Linked DNA regions of Hordeum vulgare: region 2 is linked to region 1. The links are chromatin contacts, called in public Hi-C maps. All regions are on one chromosome and are shown on one strand. The core of a region is the stretch at or near the end of the contact, and the rest is flanking DNA. Distances in the headings are between cores, read along the strand shown.

Region 1 (5,843 bases), core at 1,317-3,816:
GGTGGAGGGCGGGGGTAGAGGGCGGAGGTGAGGGCGGGGGCGGAGGCGGAGGTGGAAGACGCGATGAAGAAGAGGGCTGATTCAGAATTTGCATTAGGGGCATAAAAGTCAATTTGCTCATTTTCACCTGGTCGGAATCTACTCCCAGCGACCTATATTTTGGTAAGAGGGAGTAGATATTTGCCTTCTAACTAAATGGATTCGGCGAATGGTTCGGGGTGATGGTGGCTTGTGACTAGACCTTATTAGGGCTAAGTATCTTTGGGGCCATTCATTCTCCATGTGCACACACTCGAGGGAATCCTAGTTTTGGCAGACTATATAGGCTCTTAAACCTTGCTTCCTTCTAGGGACCGCATTGATGGTTCGGTGAGGTGTTGATACACTGTTTTGGTTGGACTGTTGGGCCGGTGCCAACCAATTACGTGCCCAATTCCCGGCCTTGTTAGTGATTACTAACTAGCCAACCATATCGGTTTCTCTAGTCGTGCAAAATGAGGGTAATGGGTTGTTGTCTCGTCGCTCCTTCAGCCCGGATGAGGCTGCTGAATGTGCACAGTTGTGGTCTAGCCTTGCAAACACAACTTTGTCGAGGCTTGGGGACTCCACTCATTGGCAGCTTGACCCGCAAGGTTGCTATTCTATTAAGTCCCTCTATGATTGGATGGCGGCTCATCAGGGACCGAAGAAATTTACAAAAATTTGGAAAACTAGGCCTCCACCTAAAATCAAGATATTCCTCTCGCAGTTAGTGAGGGGCAAGCTACCATTGGGTGAGCAAGTTTGCAAACGTAATGGGCCAGCAATTTGTATGTGTCCCATTTTTTATGTTGTTGAAGATAGTGATCACATCTTCTTTTACTATGTGTCCGCCCAGTTTATTTGGAGTGCTCCTAGGAAGATTCGGGACAATGGATGGTATCCTACGAGCTTCCCTCAGTTCTTCCCCCTACCATCTGCCTGATCGGGTCAGGCCCGAAGATTGATGTGGATCAATTTTTGAGCCTTGGTTTGGACGTTATGGTGTATTAGGAATAAACTTATTATTGAGAATATATTTACGACCATGCTTAGTGATGTGATCTATAAATTATGTGATTTCTTATAGATTTGAAGACCCCTGTGCAGATGACGGGATAGGTCCTCCGTCCATGACATGACTAAGAAGTTCAAGGAGCCCGCGGCTCGGTTGCTCATGATAACCTATCCTCCTTCAGGCTTTCATGTATCTTTCATGTGACTTTCATATATGTTTGGGTTTGTTTTGTTGTCGCTCGCAATGAGACCTTCTTCTCTCCTCTTTTATTTTTTCCGTATTTATTTTATGAGGACTGCTACAAATTAACCGGTTTATTTGTTACGAAATTAAGCTGCCTCCACATCCATCCGATTCAAATGCTCCCAGCCGCAGAATCGGGAGGCACCACACAGCTCCCATAGCAGCAGCACGCAATAGTCTCCCATGGCAGCACCGACGGACCCTTCATTGCAACCTCGCTGGAGCTTCCGACGACCGCCGGGGCGCTTTACTGCAACCTCGTCGGAGCTTCATTGCAACCTCACAGGAGTTCCAGCAACCGTCCGGGCGCTTCACTGCAACCTCGTCGGAGCTTCATTGCAACCTCGCCGGAACTCGAACGAACGTCGGCGCTTCACTCTAGCTTCGACGGCCCTTCATCACAATCTCGACGACGTTTCATTGCAGCGCAAACACCGACACCGTGGTGCTCCATCGTAGCACCACGTCGCCGCCGGCGGAGCTTCCCTACAGAGTCTCCACCACCGCACGGTCGTGCTCCATCGCAGCAACGTCCGCCCCCGTCAAAGCTCCACCGCAGCACCCGACAGGCGTCGACAAAGATTCACGTGACGGTGACGGGGTGTTGTGGTGAATCATGCGACGACGATGTCACATGTTGTGACACAACCCGATGGCGGCCAAGATGTTGTGACGCAGCACACAGAGGCGACGGAGCTTTGGGGGAGGGATGTTGCGATGCTCGTCTCTTCCTCCTCCAACACCATCGTCGTCTGCAGCTCCGGTGGCCACTAACACGCAGCCCCGCGGGATCTCGTGATGCCACCCACACCATGCACACCATTGCTCCCCTCGCAGGTACGCCTCCTCGTCGAGTGGTAGCCATCGCAGCGCTACGGGACCCCTTGTAGAAGCAGCAGCTTGTCGACTGGGGGTGGGAGAGGTGAGGAGCTCGGGAAGAGAAGAAAGCAAGGTTGTAGTGGTAATGGGGAGAGAGGGGATCGGATGCTCCGATTGAGAGGAAGGACGACTTAGACTGGGAAAAGGATAAGGTTACGGGGCAGTGCGGTGCATCGTTTCCACAGGACACGTGTCAATCTTTTGAGGCGATTTACAGAAACGAGAAATCAGCCGAGTGAATTAGAACGTTTCCTTTATTTTATACACCATTATTTTCGGCTGGCTTGTATAATGATATGTGTTTTACCTATAAAGCAAGGCGTGGAGCTTTTTTTGTCAGATACTTTCTAAGTCGTTGGCGTGATGACGAGCAACCTGGATAAGAAGGGCCTCATAAAACCTCGGGCTACCTCCGAATAGAGGGGCAACCCAACAAAGCAAACCGCGACAGAAACTGGTGGCTGGGCCACTGGTTTCATTTATCTTTTTCCTTCAGCTCACGATCAATAGAAGCCAGTGGGCGCTCTGCGCAGCTACAAATACGCCACCAACCTGACCCGCTGATCCCATCCAATTCCCCATTCCCAGAGAAAGTCATCCGAGAATCATTGTAAGAAATCAGGAACTCGTCGACCGGAGATGGAGAAGATGAGCTCGTCGGTGCAGTCCTGGGTGGACCAGCACAAGCTCGCCACCGTCGGTCAGTCTCAGCCTCTCGGACCCCACCTTCCTCCCGCGATCTCCCGTCTCCGATCGGTGTTTTGACGTAATTGTGATGTGAGACCAGGTATTTACTAATTTTGGTTGGATGCAGGGGCGATGTGGACGGCGGCGGTTGGCGCCTCGGTGGCGTGCGGCCGGCGGCGGGGCAAAGCGGCGGGATTCACGGTCGCTGCCGCGCTCGGCGGAGCGGCGCTGGCGCGCCACTATTACACCGTCAAACGGAGGGAGGAGGAAGCGAGGTGCTTCGAGCTGGACTTCTACTCGCAGCTGCCGGCGGCCACCGGCGATGACGGCCAAGAGAACGAGCGGTGGAGCTACTAGCAGATCAGACGTTCGGATCACGGCCGGCCGGCCGGCCGGCCGTGGATCGAGACCAGACGATGATGATGACGACCAATTAGCACCAGTTAATTAATAGCCCGTGACGTGGCGCCGCTCATTTGTCCTAATCCATCCAGCGAGGAAGGCGGGATTATCTTATCTACTTTGTACTATCCATCCAGCAAGTGCCATTGTTGTCTCCATCATCTAGTAGGTGTGATGGGGTGGGGGTAGGATTAATTCCCCCTTCTCTATTATCGAAGGAACCAAGAAACCCAGCGATGCCTTGTCGATTGTAGTACTAGTAGTAGATAGAATTATGTGTATCTGGATGACGTTGATTGAATAAACAACAGCGAGTCGCCTGAGTTATCCAAGTTTTAATACTGTCCGGCATACAGTGAGAAGCGAGGCCGGCCTAGTAATGAGAAAAGAATCGTGGAATCCGTGGTTGTTACATTATCCGTTCCAAGGGACCATGTCAACTGGATCTGGACGAAGAATCTATCCCGGGAGAAAGCAGAGAAAAGAGAGGAGTTAGCAATTGAATTTCAGTTGCACAGAATTGATACTCATGACAAATGCAGTGTAAGGTAAGGTCTGCTGGAATTTGACCTATTTTGGGTAAGCCCAATAACAAGTTTCAGAATTTCTAATAAATTCTAGAGGCTCACTTAGCCCATTTATACAAGGCAAGAGGTAGGACTAAAGCTTACTTTCATATTGTTAGTTTAGTAGAAAGTTGGATCTGCTTATAAGAAAGCATATTATCCCACGTGTATGAGGATGGAAACAACAGAGACATTCACGCGTGCTCTTTTGCTTCGTCTCACGTCGCTGCGTTCTGAGCTACTGCTAAGTTCTTCCCTATCCGGGCATGCAGCGTGCACCGCAGTTCGGAACAATAGGCCTTCGAAAGCACACCTTTTGAGTTATGTACGAGAGAATGGTGATAAGGTTTTTGAGGAGCGTTCTGCGCGACTACTGACCTCTTCATCACGTATGCCACGAACGCCGACGACTTTTTTGACGACATGGCCGACGCCAACACCAAAGCTAATGCTAAGTTTCTTGGTCTAGTATTTGTTTTAGATTTATTTTGTTCTAACACACATGTTCAGATGATTTTTGCCTCCTCTAGTCTTGGCTCTGTTATCTTGGTCTACTTTTCTCAAGTCTGCATGACTAGTCTTGTCTTTGTTATAATGATCATGTTTTATCTATTGTTTATCTCTTTTAAATCATTCGGTAAATTGCTCATATTTTTAACAATTCAAAATCCTTATTATAGGCAATTTATCCCGAGTGATTTTGTTGCTTTCATGAGGCCTTCTATGTTTGAGGATGTGCACTATAAGAGGTGGCGTGTGAGGGTCGTTCTATGGTTTCAAACCATGAGCTCCTATGATGCCACTCTTGGCAAACCTGAAGGAGTTTTTGATCCTCAATAGGAAGAAGCTTTTCAAAAAACGTATACCTTGTTTAAGGCTCCTCTCTTGAGTGTTCTTGGTGAGAATGTAGTTGATGCTTATGCGTCAATTGACAATGGAAAAGATATGTGGGAAGCACTCGAGGCCGAGTTTGGGGGTCTCGGATGTCGGCACTGAGCTGTATATCATGGAATACTTCTATGATTACAGGATGACTGATGAGCGCTCAGTGGTTGAGAAAGATCACGAGATACAGTCATTTGCTAGAGAACTTGAGCACTTCAATTGTATGTTACCGAATAAGTTTATTGCTAGAGGTATCATCACTAAGCTTCCTCCCTCGTGGAGGAACTTTGCTACCTCTCTGAAGCATCACAGGCAGGAGTTTTCCGTTCCGAATCTCATTGGTACTCTTGATGTGGAAGAAAAGGCGAGAGCAAAAGACATACATGGTCGAGGTATTGCGGGAGGTTCCAGTGCCAATCTGGTACAGAAGAAAAACTCCCAGCACCACAAGTTCAAGAACAAGGGCATGTTTGATGGTAAGGGAAAGTTTGATGGGTAGAACAAGGCTTCGCAACACGCCAACTTCAAGAAGAAGACTGACAAGAAGAAAGGTGCTTGTCATGTCTGCGGAGATCCTGATGATTGGGCACCTAGTTTCCCTAATCGTTATGAAAAGCGTCAACATGGGAAAGGCGACACGATCGCCAGTATTGTCATTGGTGACACTGATATGAAGGATGTTGGGTATGGTATACTTCCTGCTATTCTCTAAGTATGTCGTTCCCCTGATTGGTTGATTGACACGGGTGCTAATGTGCATCTATGCGGTGATATTTCCATGCTTTCTTCTTATCAGGTCGCAGGGACTACTTCCGTGCTGATGGGCAACGGTTCAAGTGCTTCCGTTCATGGTGTTGACACGATCGATCTGAAGTTCACTTAGAGGAAGATCGTGCGGCTAAAGAATGTGCATTATGTCCCCTCCGTCAATAAAAATGTTGTTAGCGGATATCTTGTATGTAGAGATGGCTACAAGCTTGTCTTCAAGTCCAATAAATTTGTAATATCCAGGTATGAAACTTTTGTTGGTAAAGGTTATGAATCAGGAGGCTTGTTTCGACTATCCTTGTGAGATGTTTGTAATAAAGTTGTGAATCATGTTTGCAACAATAATAGTGAATCAATTGTCTTGCACTCACGTCTTT
Region 2 (5,843 bases), core at 1,584-4,083, 430 kb after region 1:
AGGAAGGGGAGAATGTGAAGTGTGCGCGTGCAAAGATAGATTCCACCCAAACCTTTCCACTACGGATCCCCTCTTAATAGTACGACTTTCCTATGACTCAAATAAAGAGAATCGTAGAGAGCGCCGTGCTTCCGTTCCCGGAGAGAGGAGACGTGTCGTCTTGTGCTGTTGATATGTGTTACCTGAAACCTTGACACACACGGTTAGTCCTGTACGGTACTGTCATCAATCACCAAAATTACTTAGGCATAAACTATGCCCCAACAGTTGGTGACACGTAAAAATAGCTATAAGCATAACTATACAATATACTAGTATTGTAAAATCTTATACTCGTAGAACTTATAACAAAGCATAATAGGCAGAATCTTGGGGGAGGGGGATATGTAAGTTTCCTTCTTTGTGATAATGTAGGCTCTCTCTACCATTGTTGCCCCGGGAAAAGCTTGAGGCCCCACCTTGTCGACCCATTTCAATGATACTTTTAGGGAGGGTAAGAGGAGAGCTCGATCAACAAGATATACAAATATACAATTCCACCAAGTAGAACTTGAATTCTTTGATTCCTCACTATAATTTTTGTGAATCTTGTTACTCTTGAGTTTGTGGGCAGCCTTATATGGTTATTATTACCTCAGAGTTTCCAAGTTGTGTCATTGTGCGCATGCTTGTTTGTGTGGCCTTGGGGTCACCCCGAGAACTACCCATATTGAGAGGGTGGTTGGACATTCGTTGGCAAAGACACTCCAAAGCTTAGGTGAGTCACTCATTTTTTGTGGGAGCATTCGATGTTCCCCACCTATTCAACATAGATTACCACTCTCCCAAAAGTGTGAACTGTATATTATATCTTCATCTCCATCTCTGTCACTTATGGCTATCTTAAACCCTAACTTGTCATCACTTCCTTCTTTGCTTGCCTTGTGCAGCTTGCTAGCTCATTGTAGCTTACCACGTAGAGTGTGTCACTTAATTGCATTTGTGTAGAATTTCATTTTCATGTTTGCCTATAAATCAACTAAGAGAATATTAAGATTGATAGTCGTCTATTCACCCTCTCTAGTTGATATATCATTCATCTTTAATCCTTCAAAACCGAGTTTGGGTTAATTGGCCCAATTTATAACAAGTTGAGCACATCATGAATTTTGAGTTCTCCATCGAGCCCAAACCACCATCTCCTTTGTTACTCTCCCCTCCTATGTTAGTAGCTCTATTGATAGGCTCTATCCCATCTAGTGTGCAACATTGGATTTTTTTATGCTTTTACCTTTTTGGTTATGTTCACGTCGTCTTGAAAGCATAGGAGTACCACACGTTTTCTCCATCCTCTTGTTTGTTGCCCACATGAAGCAAACCATCATGTTCCACGAGGCCATGTCGAATGCAATATACACCAGAGTGAACAAACTCATTTATCTCACTTTAGCCAAGATGCCATTTCGTATGGAGGATGATATTCAAAGTTTTACCATGGTAGAAAGACACCATTTCTCGTATGATCCCAACCAATGCAATAGTCATTGCCACAATCGTCGATGACTATCATACATAACCTCATGAAAAAATACGAGGACTATCAACTTCAAAGTTAGAATCATATGATTATGTAGCTTCTCACGTTTGCTAACATGTCGCCTGTTTGTAGCAAATTCGTAGTTAGTCTTATGTTGGCTCAACGCTAAGAGCAACTCCAACAACGTTAATATCAACTAATCAAATCCGTAGTTGAGTATCAACATCAAAAGTTCACTTCATTCTTTCTTCGTTCTCTCCAACCAAGTCACCAAATTCCACCCATCTATCATTTGGTTTTCCTATGAATACTAAACATGGTTAAAATGAACGAAAAGCTTGTACTTTCAACCGAGCCGTTTTTTTTACTTTAGAAGTTCGTACTAGATTCATATGAAATATGTTTTGATCCAAATTAGTGATTTTGATCAAACTGTTTTTTTTTCTTCTAAAAGTTGCGAATTTTCCTCAAAATCCGTGAGGTAACATTTTTTTTGTACCTCAGGATTTGAATTAGACTCAATATTAATCAAATCAAACTAAATTTATCAAAAAACATGCTCTCTGTATCTCCGACCCAACATTTAGCGAGTTTCTTTATAGATTTGCCTTCTCTTTAACCGGAATCGCTTTTTCACGCTCGTAAGTCGCAACGCGCGATCCCTATAAGCGAAGCGCCGACTTTTCTTACCGCGCTGATTAGTTAGCTTCAAAAGGAAACCGGGCCCTGTCGGAAACCGAGCGCCTCAACGCGCGAGCGCGAAATAGCAACCCTCCTCTTTAACAACTCATCAAATATGCTTAGTAGAGTGAGTGATCTGCCTCCTCTTTATTTTCATCTATTTGTTTGTGTATCTTTAGACCTAAAATCATTAATTTTTATTTTTTTTACTTTCTCTACGTCTTTCATTGAAGCTGCTCTAAGATTTATTTTAAGATTACAAGGGATCATGATACTCCTTATCGAATCGACACCTTCTCTTAACTTTTTTGGCTCACTGATTTTATCTATTTTACACACATTTCTTGAGCATCTTAAATTCGCAGACATTCATCCAAACCGCAAACTGCACATAGCGAAGATAAACATCACACAAAAATAATACGGAGTACTTGGAGTAGCAAAGAGACTTCTAACTACAGTAGCTAAGCTAGCAGACGCACGGCCACGAGCCTGCGCATCTCAGCTCACATTCTTCAGCCAACACCGAGAGAAAACAAACCGAAGGAAAAAAAGAGAGGAGAATCCAGTTTCCAGTTTTTATACTATTTTCCCCGTCTCTCTCTCCTCGCCCTGTTTCTCTCTCTCCCTCTTCCTCCCCACCCTCTCCGCCGCATCCCCGTCTCCCCCCCCCCTGCCCCCGTCCAAACCCTAACCCTAAACCCCACCCGCGCCTCCATCCAATCCCTGCCTGGCGTCCACCCGTCCCCGGCGGCCCGGATTCGGATTCGCCACGCCGGGCCGATTCGATCGATGTAGGCAGCGAGCATCGCTGCCCACTCCGTACACACGACACGCCCCCCCCGCCCCGAGATGGCTGCGGGGTGACGAGGAAGAGAAGAGAGCAGTAGAGGGACCGCCCAAGCGTAGATGGCATTGGGAGATCTCATGGCGTCCAGGCTCGTGCACTCGTCCTCGTCCTCGTCCTCGTCCTCGCTGCCTACTCCCTCCTTGGCGGCGGTGAACCACCAGACGGAACGCGTGGATGGTGAGCTCCCTGTCGCGAACGGGCCGGAGCTTCGGAGGGAGGACGCCGGCGAGGAGGATGAGGAGGGGACGGCCGTGGCGCTTGTGCCGTGCCTGCCGCAGGTTGTTGTGCTCTGCGAGCAGCGGCACGAGGGGTTCGACGAGGCCACCGCTGCCGCGGCCGGGCCATCTACCAGCGGGCTCGTCTCCAAGTGGCGCCCCAAGGACAGGGTAATGGATTGTAGCTCATGCAGCTATTGCTCTTGTTGATCGTTTCTTTCTTAGATTTGCCACGGTTGGCCCTCAGAGATTCACTCAGGTGATGTTCATGGGCTTATGATTAACGGCACGTGTAGTTCAACGAGCTAAATCAGGGTAAATTTGGGGCAGCTGCTGGTTTGCTTAAGTGTCTACGTGCAATTTTAGTATAATTTACCATTTCAATTTAGCGGTTACGATTTGATCACCACGCTTTAAGATGTAATGGGTGATGTGACCAAACTTTTCAGTTTTTGTCCGTTTAAGTAAGTTAATGATTCATAGTTACCAGCAGGATAACCAAATCTGTGAACTGGCTATCCAGATTTGCCTAGTTATTATTGTTCGCTGCAAGCTGATGCCATTCTTTCTCCCAAATGCTTGGAGAAGTCAATGTTGTCTTGTGTTATCGCGCTGTCGGTGGTTGCTGTATTAATTAAAAATGATAAACGGAACCATTTATAGCTGTCGCTATGTTAACGTATTCATGCTTATTCGCTGCTCACGAGATCACCGGAATTAAATGTAGCACGAAAGCCACTAGCGTGTAATACGTAATTAATGGCTCGGCTAAAAAATCAAATAGGCAAGTGTCAAGTAACGGTATTTTTATGGCCTATCTTAATAGAGCATGCCATTCTGTTATGATGATCAATTTTTCCTTTTTAACTAAAAATCAAATAAGTTTTCTGATGATTGATATAAGATTGTATAAGAATAATGGTTCAAACTATGCTAGACCCAAATAGTCTTCATGGTTATCTAGTACTCTTGATTACATTCAGATAGGATGTCCGCATCCCAAGTGACTGTACTTGTTAGTGGTGTCATTTCGAAAATTGGACACCTAGTGCCAGCATTTTTGCCTGTGGTGAAGCAAAGTAGTGAGTTGAGCACCGATCAAAATCTGGATCATTGTAGTGAGCTGTCAAGGCAAATTTGCGTACCCAATGTACAAACGCAACCGACGGTCTAAGAAATTCTATTGTTAAGAATTTGGCATGTGAGTATGCAGTGGTGTATGAAATATCACATTGGCAATGCCATCGACTTCGAGGTTGAGGTATATGCTTGTTTCAACTCATGACAATATGAGAAGGATGGTTTTGACTATAAAGACGAGGTTGCCTTACTTGAAAACAACTTAGCATTACGGTCATTGAAATTTCCTCTCGGATAGTTTGAGTTGTGATTGCTATTTGCTTTTGGACAAGCAAAGTACTACCATATATGTTAGTGGAGATGTTCACATTCCTATTTTAGAAAATATATCTGTATAAGCTCTTTGTGGTTCATGTGTATTAAGCTACGTTTCCCCTTCATACAAATTAACTCTCTAACGGGTTTGCAGATTATATTTGATTTGTCTGGACTAGAGTATCGTGTTAAACTTTTGTAACCATATGTGTGCCATGATTGTTTGTGAAGAAGAGATATGCTAAACTTATTGTGATCTCAGCAAGGGGATATCGCATATTTAGTATGTAAATTGTGCCACAGCTTTGGTTTGTTTATTCTCAGTAGAACTAGCTAATGTTTTACCAATAAATAGCTTAATTACTATTCCAGTTTGTTGTCAGTTTGGTCAGAGTATTGATCTGTGTTGGTCATACCATTTTGACCTCTTATTTTGGTTGTGTTTCTACTCTTTTATTTTCTAACCATTGGATGGTGTTACTTACATAAACTGTTTACATTTGGTATATGCTATATTATACTAACAGTGGTCTTGGTTGCAGATGAAGACCGGATGTGTTGCACTTGTATTATGTTTAAACATTAGTGTTGATCCGCCGGATGTAATTAAAATTTCCCCTTGTGCAAGAATGGAGTGTTGGATAGGTAAGCATTCGGTCATGTGTATATGCTTATCTAGTTTTCTAATGAGCTGAGAGGGATTTTCTTTTGCCTGCTGTTGGTAATTTCGTTTCATGTTTGTGGTATGCAGCTCCATTATCATTTTTTTCTCTGTACGTGTCTTACTAGTTAGAATAAATTCAATCTTTTTTATTAATAAGTACTATTTTCACTTCACTGAAAGCACTTATTTTCACGGTTGCATTTCTGAATGCCATACTTGGCTGTGTTGGTAGCTGGAGGAGATTGCAAATTTGCAGCAAAGAAACAGTCTTGCATCTATTTAGAAATAGATGGTGTTCTTTTTCTAGATGAATTAAAGTTTTATAGGTTACATAATAAATTAATAATATCATATTCATGTTTTGGTTGCAGAGCAATTAATGATTTCCAGGCTACATTTGAAGATATTTTGTTCTTTAGGTCGTGAATGATATGAACTTGATTGTATTTCTAGCTCAGTGGGTCATATGAACTTGATTTATTAATAGCAGCGATAATTATTTGCTGAGACGTGAAATGTACC

Evidence for each region. A called contact is a pair of places that touch in the nucleus more often than the background predicts.
Region 2: a contact with region 1 is called in a Hi-C map of seedling, with 4 times the contacts expected there. The contact joins the promoter of LOC123395670 here to the promoter of LOC123395005 in region 1. A contact is called at or near these places in 3 of 6 Hi-C or Micro-C datasets (leaf and seedling).

The regions. Positions count from the first base shown.
Region 1 is chr5H:326,056,571-326,062,413 of MorexV3_pseudomolecules_assembly, forward strand. LOC123395005 reads left to right here and starts at 2,567. Exons shown (of 2, transcript XM_045089914.1): 1 at 2,567-2,858; 2 at 2,973-3,586. The coding sequence starts at 2,798. The coding sequence ends at 3,202.
Region 2 is chr5H:326,490,818-326,496,660 of MorexV3_pseudomolecules_assembly, forward strand. LOC123395670 (regulatory-associated protein of TOR 2) reads left to right here and starts at 2,834. Exons shown (of 22, transcript XM_045090692.1): 1 at 2,834-3,433; 2 at 5,200-5,302. The coding sequence starts at 3,107.